3 separate regions of the Mus musculus genome follow, and all the other regions are linked to region 3. A link is a contact called in public Hi-C data. All regions are on one chromosome and are shown on one strand. The core of a region is the stretch at or near the end of the contact, and the rest is flanking DNA. Distances in the headings are between cores, read along the strand shown.

Region 1 (2,932 bases), core at 134-2,633, 340 kb before region 3:
ACTATGAAGGAGGAACTATCTACTTAGAGAAACACAGGTAAGCTTGGAAAAGATCAAATTCTTGGTCTCTGGGCTTTGAAATCTCATGGCATTTCAAATGTACATATGTATGTGAGCCAGGCCTGCCCAGGAACATGACATAGTGAATGAATGAAGCCACTGCTCTCAGAGTAGGGGAAATTAAGAAGCAGAGAGAAAAATGTGCTCACACTCTGTGGCATTGCCACCTGCATGTGAGGAATCCATAGATTTTCCTTAGGTCTTCACATTTATGAAGTCATGATGTTCTTGCTTGCAGAAATTTTGTCCTAAACCCCAAGGCTAGGTGACTTTAGAAGTGAAACCCAGGGGCCCAGCATCAGAGAGAATTTTGTTCGTACTTTGTCACATGCCCATGAATGACATTTCCTCCCAATTTCACAAGTCTCTAATGGGACTAAATAACTTGTAGAGGGGCCTCTACTACTCTCAGTGGATTTTAAAGGCAAGAAAAAAGTTCTAGGTTTGAATAATTGCATTTTGATGAATGCAAGACTTTCAGGAAATGTGCTGAGCTAGTGGCTATGTGCTTACTGGGGTAAGTAAGTGTGGCAAAGCTTATTGCTACCTTTTCCTTTAGAGCCACCTTTTTCCCAATGCCTTGTCACTCCACCCAGGCCTTTGTTTGTCACCTCTTAAAAAGACCCTCCTTGTCTTCCTATGCTGACTATGACTAGATCCCAACTCCTTTTACCAACAACTTCTGATGACTCTTCATTCTATATTTGGAGTTATATAGAGAAGAGAAGTCAGGGACATGGTTATCATTTTATGCTTATGGGAATCACCTCTTCAGAAACTGGTAATTTCCCAGCCTTCTTGTGACTCTTAGTCTCAAACCAGATCCTTGGTTTCTATTCTGCTTGGTCTGCCACAGGGTGGAGGACCAGCACTGCTTCTGGGTTATAAAGCATGCGCATACAATCCATGCTCCCAAGCCACCAATCCTTCATGGTCACAGGGTCTGAGAGAAGTCACTCACGGTTGTTATAGACAATGAGTGGGGAAGGGATCCTGAGCTACGAAACAGTAGCCATGGGAAAAATGACAGTTTCATTCTCAGGGAGAGCTTTTCAGACGTTTTGTGGTCTTAACCCAAATGTGTGTTGGAGGAAGCCCAATGTGGGAAGGAATCTGGGAAGGAATCCTGATGGAATGCCAAGAGAGGACCCATTCCTAAAGTCACACATGACTGTACACATCTTTGAGCCCATTGGAGACATTTTCAGATGAGGAATTTGACAACTATCAACACTAAGTCGCAGCAGTTTGTTAGACAATGCAGATCCTCCGTCTCCTGACCCTATGGCTCCTTCAGGCTTCAGGTTTTTTTTTTTTTTCCCAAGTGGGAAATATGATCTGTTGAGTAGTCAGGAAAGAATTTCACTGGCAAGTCCCTATTACTCATTTCCCTGGACTAAGATACAAATAAATAGTGTAAGCCTTTTTTGTAAGAAAGGAAACATGTTCTTCTAGTGCTGAAAGCCTAGGATTGCTTTTGAAGGACTTTATTTTCTATATCCAGAAGGACTGCTATTCATCCATCCATCCATCCATCGATCCATCCATCCTCCTCCTCTCCCTCCTCCCTGTCTTCCTCCCCCTAGTTATGGAGCCCTAGCTGGCCTCCAGATCAGTCCTCCTGCTCCAGCTCCCTAAGTGTATTCTCTGTTGGATAGTAGACTTTTAATGCCAGGTTTTAGAAGGTAAGGATAAGGGTCTATCTTGTTAAATGGATTGCTTTATTCAATTTCCTAGTATAGAATGTTAATAGTCATTGTCAACAACTAACTTTTAGGATGTTTCATTGTTAGACTCCCACTTTTCAAGAATTTATCATTGTAATTATCATTATTGGCTTTGTTATTATTAATTATTCTTTCTACTGACAATTATCAGGACCACAGTATCTTCACTGAATATTCTTATATTTTAGCATCTTATTCTGCTCCCTGTCCATATGACACCCACTTGAGCTGTTAAGAGAATACCCTACCAACAAACAATGTCCTATCTCACTCCCCTCACCTAAAAGTCTGCCATCCACGGTGGCATTGGAGGGGATAGTTCAGCAATGAAGAATGTGAATCAATCTTCCAGAAGACCATATTCAGTTCCAAGTATGGAACTGGGTGTCAAATGGCTACAAATGTTTATAACTGTAGCTCCAGGGAATAGATGCCTTCTGCACTAAAGCCTATGTGTTTCCTCCATAAATACTCACATATGCATGTAATTAAAACTAGTAAATAGATATCCCAGTCTAGTGAATCAGCTCTTGGCAGCATTATTTTTTGGTCAAGTTCCTTTACATTCTAGTATTGTGTTTCACTTAGGTTTGACTAAGTAATGAAATCTATAAATTTTGTCAGGACCACAGTATCTTCTCTGAGTATTCTTATATTCTAAGATCTTTTGCTCCCAGTCAATCATTTGCAGCTATTAACACTCACTTGAACTGTTAAGAGAATATCCTATCAAAAAACAGTGTCTAGGTTATGTAATCAAATCTATAAACTTCTAGCTTGGAAGTCCTGAATATTTCTCCCTCTAAAAATCCTACACTTAACTTTATCGTAAGGAATTAATTTCTGAAGAATATAACTTTGTTTTCTATATACACAAATAATTTTTACTCTACCTTCACATCTTACAGAGGTCATTATCTTTAAGTGCAGGTAGTATGTCTAAATTTCTACTTTTTTGACTGCACTTTCATTGTGTTAATATAAGTGATTTCTGTGCCACAACATTATAATATGTAGGAATAATAATAGAGATGTTGAATCCATGGTGTATATTTTGCACTTAGTATTTAGCTTAAATCCCTGAAAGGCAAAGATTAATCCCACCTTAGGCAAGAGACTATAGCTCAGAAAGGCTGTCATTGCTC
Region 2 (2,700 bases), core at 122-2,621, 450 kb after region 3:
TTGTTATTCTTCCTATGGGGCTGCAAACCCCTTCAGCTTCTTCCGTCCTTGTCCTAACTTCTCCATTGGGATCCCTGTGCTCAATCCGATGTTTGGCTATGAGCATCTGCTTCTGTATTGGTCAGGCTATGGCTGAGCCTTACAGGAGACAGCTACTCCAGGCCCCTCTCAGCAAGCACTTCTTGGCATCAGTAATAGTGTCTGGGTTTGGTGTCTGCAGATGGGATGGGTCCAAACAGCATGAGCATCTCAGCGGCATGGGTCTCAGTGGCCAGATGTGTCTGTGTGCATATACTAAATTCTGTAGCAGGCAGTTGTCATTGAGAGTCTACCTTTATGTCAAAAGGCTGCAGGAAAAAAATGATGGAAACAATTGCCTGAAGGTGCAATCTTGAAGGTCTGGAACAGTGACTCATGATGAAATGCCACAGATGACCTGCAGTTTTACCTGAGACACGTTTCCACCCCTTACTTTCCCGCAACACACGCAGTGGAGTAATGGTTTTCATTTACAAAGCCTTTTTTTCATCTAATGTACAGGTTGTTTGTATATGTCTATTCGTTTTTAATGCCCAGTTTCCTTAAGGCATTCTGGTTACAAGAAGTGTTCACTTTTTAAAGCAATGGCCAGTCCTCACTGCCCCGGCATGTTCTTTAAGCAATGGCCATTTTTCCCTGTGCTTGTCATGATCTTTAAGCAATGGCAAGTCCCCACTCTCCTCCTGCATGGTCTTTAAGCAGTGGTCAGTCCTCACTGTCCCCTGTGTGATCTTTAATCAATGTTCAGCCCTCTTTGTGTTAAATGTACTCAAATCCTCCAGTTTCCCAACTGAAGAGCAGACTCTAATGATTAGTTAAGAAATGCATTCAACTTAATTCAGATTTTATTCTCCCCTTAAGTCCCTTAGCTGAGCTCTCTTACTTCGATTTTTCAGAATTAAAGAAACCCTCATTTAAAATGAGCTTGTGCACACAGGGCATCTGTCTGTCACCAAAGGCAAAGAGCATCTTTCAAATATAATGGGGACAGGAGTCATCAACTCTAAATCTGATCTGCCCGTAATTCAATTAAATCATTACATTCTTGTCTTTCACTGATTTGTCTTGCCTACCGAAAACCATGCAACAAATGTGTTAAATGTTCATGTTTATATAGTGTGTGCATCTAAAGAGAAAGAAAGAAAAAAATCATTTAATGCTAAAGAGGAGAATATATTGTTGATTTTTTTTTTTAACAAATGGCTGGGAGGGTTATAATGTATTAGTTTTTTTTTTTCTAGAGGTAATCTTAGATGGGGAGTGAATGAAGGGAGGTCCGTTATCAGTCCATAACATCTGCTGCAGTGTCAAGTGATGAAATGGGTGACTCCGGAGCCCAAGACAGCTGGGACGGATTTCTTAATGCAGGAGGGTATTGTGCAAACAAACAGGCCCTGATACGGTCTATGGTTGTCACAATTATTCAGGCTGGTGATACATCTTCCAGTATTAGCTGCTTGAGCAGTCTTATTTCTTTTAAAACTAAACTACTATATAACAATTGCCATCCTGGTCTGCAAGTCAGTGGAAACAAATAAAATAAATACACCAGGAACAACAACAACAAAAATAAATAAGTAGAAATTAAAATTTATCACTGGAGCAATAAACTGTAAAGCTGACGTCGGATGAACAGGGCAAGACAAACCACCTACAACAATGACCCGGGAGGGAACAAACAAAGCCTGATCCCAAACCTGACTGAAATTAAAGCTCCAAAGGAGGAGCAGTTTTTCTCACCCTTTGTTACATAAGTGGCCCGGGTGTCCTTCAAGCTACAGATACATAAGTGCTGGTTTGGATACCTAATTTCCATTCATGCTACTTTTAGGCTTGTGGCTTGTGTACAGTATCATAGCCATGCCTAATTAGAATGATGGAGCTTCTCTAACAGGTAAAGATTCTATAAAAAGAAGAAATGAAATAATTTGGAAATCACTATTTACATACATGAAAAATGCTAATGGGTTTAAACATAAATCGAAGAGGAGTTTCCCTTACATAGGCGTCCTGGTAAATACATCAATATTGAGGAGGAACTTAGAAATTGTACAGCTGACACCCAATTCAGATATGATGCAGCATACAAGAATACAGCCCAGCTTTGGATCTGATATCTGAAAACTGCTGTAAGAATTATTTAGGTTTTCTGTGCCTTGGAATCAAAAGTCAATAAAAGAAAGGAGGTTGCTGGGGACAGTTCAGGGTGTAAAGGCTTGCCTGGCAAGCATGAGTTCAGATCCCCAAAACCCACATAAAGAGACGTGACTTGTATCTATAATCTCAGCTCTGAGAGTTGGGGGGGTGGAGAGTAGGGACTTCCAAGACACTCATGGGACTCCTAACCTGGTCTAAATGCTGAAGTCCACGCTGTTGTAGGACCTTATCTCAAGCAAACAGTAGAAGATCTTCAGGACTGAAGGTTGTTCTCTGACCAGGACATATGCACTTTGCACAAATGCACATTTACCAACACACACACACACACACACAGAGAGACAGAGACAGAGACAGAGAGAGAGACAGAGACAGAGAGAGAGAGAGACAGAGAGAGAGACAGAGAGAGAGACACAGAGAGAGAGAGACAGAGACAGAGAGAGAGACAGAGACAGAGACAGAGACAGAGAGACAGAGAGAGAGAAGAGAGAAGAGAGAGAGACA
Region 3 (2,820 bases), core at 31-2,530:
AGAACTTTTGGGGCTAATATCCACTTACTTATCAGTGAGTACATATCATGTGCGGTTTTTTTTTTTTTTCTGATTAGATTACCTCACTCAGGATGATATTCTCATATTCCATCCATTTGCCTAAGAATTTCATGATAGCATTGCTTTTAACAACTGAGTAGTACTCCATTGTGTAAATGTACCCCATTCTCTGTATCCATTCCTCTGTTGAGGGGCATCTAGGTTCTTTCTAGTTTCTGGCTATCATAAATAAGGCTGCTTTGTTTGTAGTGGAGCATGTGTCCTTGTTATATGTTGGAGCATCTTTTGGGTATATGCCCAGTAGTGGTATAGCTGGGTCTTCAGGTAATACTATGTCCAATTTTCTGAGGAACTGCCAGACTGATTTCCAGAGTGATTGTACCAGCTTGCAATCCCACTAGCAATGGAGGAAATGTTTCCTTTTCTCTACATCCTTGCCAGCATCTGTTGTCACCTGAGTTTTTAACCTTAGCCACTCTGAATGGTTATGAGGTGGAATCTCAGGACTGTTTTGATTTGCATTTCCCTGATGTCTGATACACTGAAACTAATAGAAGAGTAAGTGGGGAAGAGCCTCGAATACATGGGCACAGGATAAAATTTCCTGAACAGAACACCAATTGCTTTTGCTTTAAGATCAAGAATCAACAAATGGGACCTCATAAAATTGCAAAACTTCTGAAAGACAAAGGACACTGTCAATAGAACAAAACAGCAAACAACAGATTGGGAAAAGATCTTTATTAATCCTACATCTAATAGAGGGCTAATATTCAATATGTAAAAAGAACTCACCTCCAGAGAATCAAATAACACTAATAAAAATGGGGTACAATGCTAAACAGAATCCCCAACTGAGGAATATTGAATGGCCGAGAAGCAACTAAAGAAATATTCAACATCCTTAGTCATCAAAGAAATGTTGTTACTTTTCTACCATGGTGGACTATACCCTGAAATTACGAGCCACAATAAGTCATTTCCTCTTGAGTTGCCTTTTGCAGGGTTGTTTGTTTTTCTGTTTGTTTACATAGCAATATGCAAAGAAAGCAACGAAGGTGCTGTACAGTCATGGTTTTTCTTTCTTCAGTTTCAGGGACCTACAGTCAACTGTAGTTCTAAAATATTCAATGGAAAATTTTCAGAACTAGACAACTCAAAGCTTTACAGTGATCCATGCTCTTCTGCTTTGCACTATGAATCTTATATCACGCTGTTCTGTCTCAGCTGCAGTATGAGTCAGCCTTCTATCCAGCATTTCTATGATGTTTCTGCAAGTCATCCATTAGTCACTCAGTAGCTGTCATGGTTATCAGATTGACCCTTGTGACAATGCCTTGCTTCTGTTCAAGAAACATTCATTTTACTTAAAAAATAGCCTCAAAGTGCAAGGGCAAGGATGCTACCAAGATGCACAGCACTTTCTTTATATAAAAAGTAACAGGTATACTGTGATAATTGTATGTTATCAGTAGCTATTAGTATCTTATTGTGCCTAATTTATACATGAAATGTCATCACTGAGATATCTGTATAGGAAAGCATAGTGTATACAGGATCCAATAATAGTCAAGGCTTTAGGCATTCTCTAATTTGTTGCAAAAGATCTTCATAGATTAAAGAGGGCATGTTCAATTGTGTGTGTGTGTCTGCATGTGTCTGTCTGCCTGTCTGTCTCTCCATCTCTGCCTTTCTGACTCTCACTGTTGCCCCATCTTTCTGTCTGTCTCTGACTCTCTGCCTCCCACTGTCTCCTCCTCTCTCTGTTTCTGTCTCTGTCTTTTCCGTGTGTGTGTGTGTGTGTGTGTGTGTGTGTGTGTGTGTGTGTATGTGTGTGTGTGTGCTTGTGTCTGTCTGCCTGTCTCTCACTGTCTTACCCATCTCTCTGTCTCTCTGTTTCTGTCTATCTGTCTCTCCCCTCTGTGGTGTGTGTGGGTGTCTGTCTGTGTGTGTGTGTGCTTGTGTCTGTCTGCCTGTCTCTCACTGTCTTACCCATCTCTCTGTCTCTCTGTTTCTGTCTATCTGTCTCTCCCCTCTGTGGTGTGTGTGGGTGTCTGTCTGTGTCTCTGTCTCGTATCTCTGCCTCTCAGTGTCTCCCCTATCTCTCTGTCTCTCTCTGTGTTTCTCTCTCTCTGTTTCTCTGTCTCTTTTCCATGTATGTGTGTGTGTGTCTGCATGTGTCTGTCTGTCTGTCTCTTTGTCTCTGTCTTTCTGACTCTCACTGTTGCCACATCTTTCTGTCTCTCTGTCTCTGACTCTCTGCCTCCCACTGTCTTCCCCTCTCCCTGTTTCTCTGTCTCTGTCTTTTCCCTGTGTGTGTGTGTGCTTGTGTCTGCCTGCCTTTCTCTCACTGTCTCCCCCATCTCTCTGTCTCTCTGTCTATCTGTCTCTCCCCTCTGTGGTGTGTGTGGGTGTCTGTCTGTGTCTCTGTTTCTGTATCTCTGCCTCTCAGTGTCTCCCCTATCTCTCTCTCTCTCTCTCTCTCTCTCTCTCTCTCTCTCTCTCTCTCTCTCTCTGTTTCTCTCTCTCTGTTTCTCTGTCTCTTTCCCATGTGTGTATGTATATGTATGTGTGTGTGTGTGTGTGTGTGTGTGTGTGCATCCATCCTTCTCTATCATTTTCTGCCTAACTCATCTGAGACAAAGTATCTCACTTTACTTTAAACTCAACAGTTTCTGTCTAGGATGACAGGTTAAGAAGCCCTAGCCATACCTCTGTCCCTATGCCAGTCAGTCCTGGGATTACTGATGTTAGGAAAGCCTTTGCTTCCACAGGTATGCTTGGTTCCCTTGGGTCCTT

The links. Hi-C and Micro-C count contacts between places; a contact is called where the count stands out from the background.
Region 1: a contact with region 3 is called in a Hi-C map of adipose-derived mesenchymal stem cells, with 1.7 times the contacts expected there. The contact joins two enhancer-like sites.
Region 2: a Hi-C map of the N1E-115 cell line shows a contact between it and region 3, with 4 times the contacts expected there. The contact joins two enhancer-like sites.

Annotation. Positions count from the first base shown.
Region 1 is chr2:9,480,347-9,483,278 of GRCm38.p6, reverse strand. No RefSeq gene overlaps it. Among named protein-coding and RNA genes, the nearest start is that of Gm13218, 110 kb to the left of the region's middle. Within about 2 kb of position 1,383, at least 55 of the 459 cell types and tissues checked have an H3K27ac peak or open chromatin away from gene starts, as enhancers often do. A contact at or near this core is called in adipose-derived mesenchymal stem cells, where this site is marked.
Region 2 is chr2:8,690,137-8,692,836 of GRCm38.p6, reverse strand. No RefSeq gene overlaps it. Among named protein-coding and RNA genes, the nearest start is that of Gm30957, 260 kb to the left of the region's middle. Within about 2 kb of position 1,371, at least 6 of the 459 cell types and tissues checked have an H3K27ac peak or open chromatin away from gene starts, as enhancers often do. A contact at or near this core is called in the N1E-115 cell line, where this site is marked.
Region 3 is chr2:9,140,076-9,142,895 of GRCm38.p6, reverse strand. No RefSeq gene overlaps it. Among named protein-coding and RNA genes, the nearest start is that of 1700061F12Rik, 48 kb to the left of the region's middle. Within about 2 kb of position 1,280, at least 23 of the 459 cell types and tissues checked have an H3K27ac peak or open chromatin away from gene starts, as enhancers often do. A contact at or near this core is called in the N1E-115 cell line and adipose-derived mesenchymal stem cells, where this site is marked.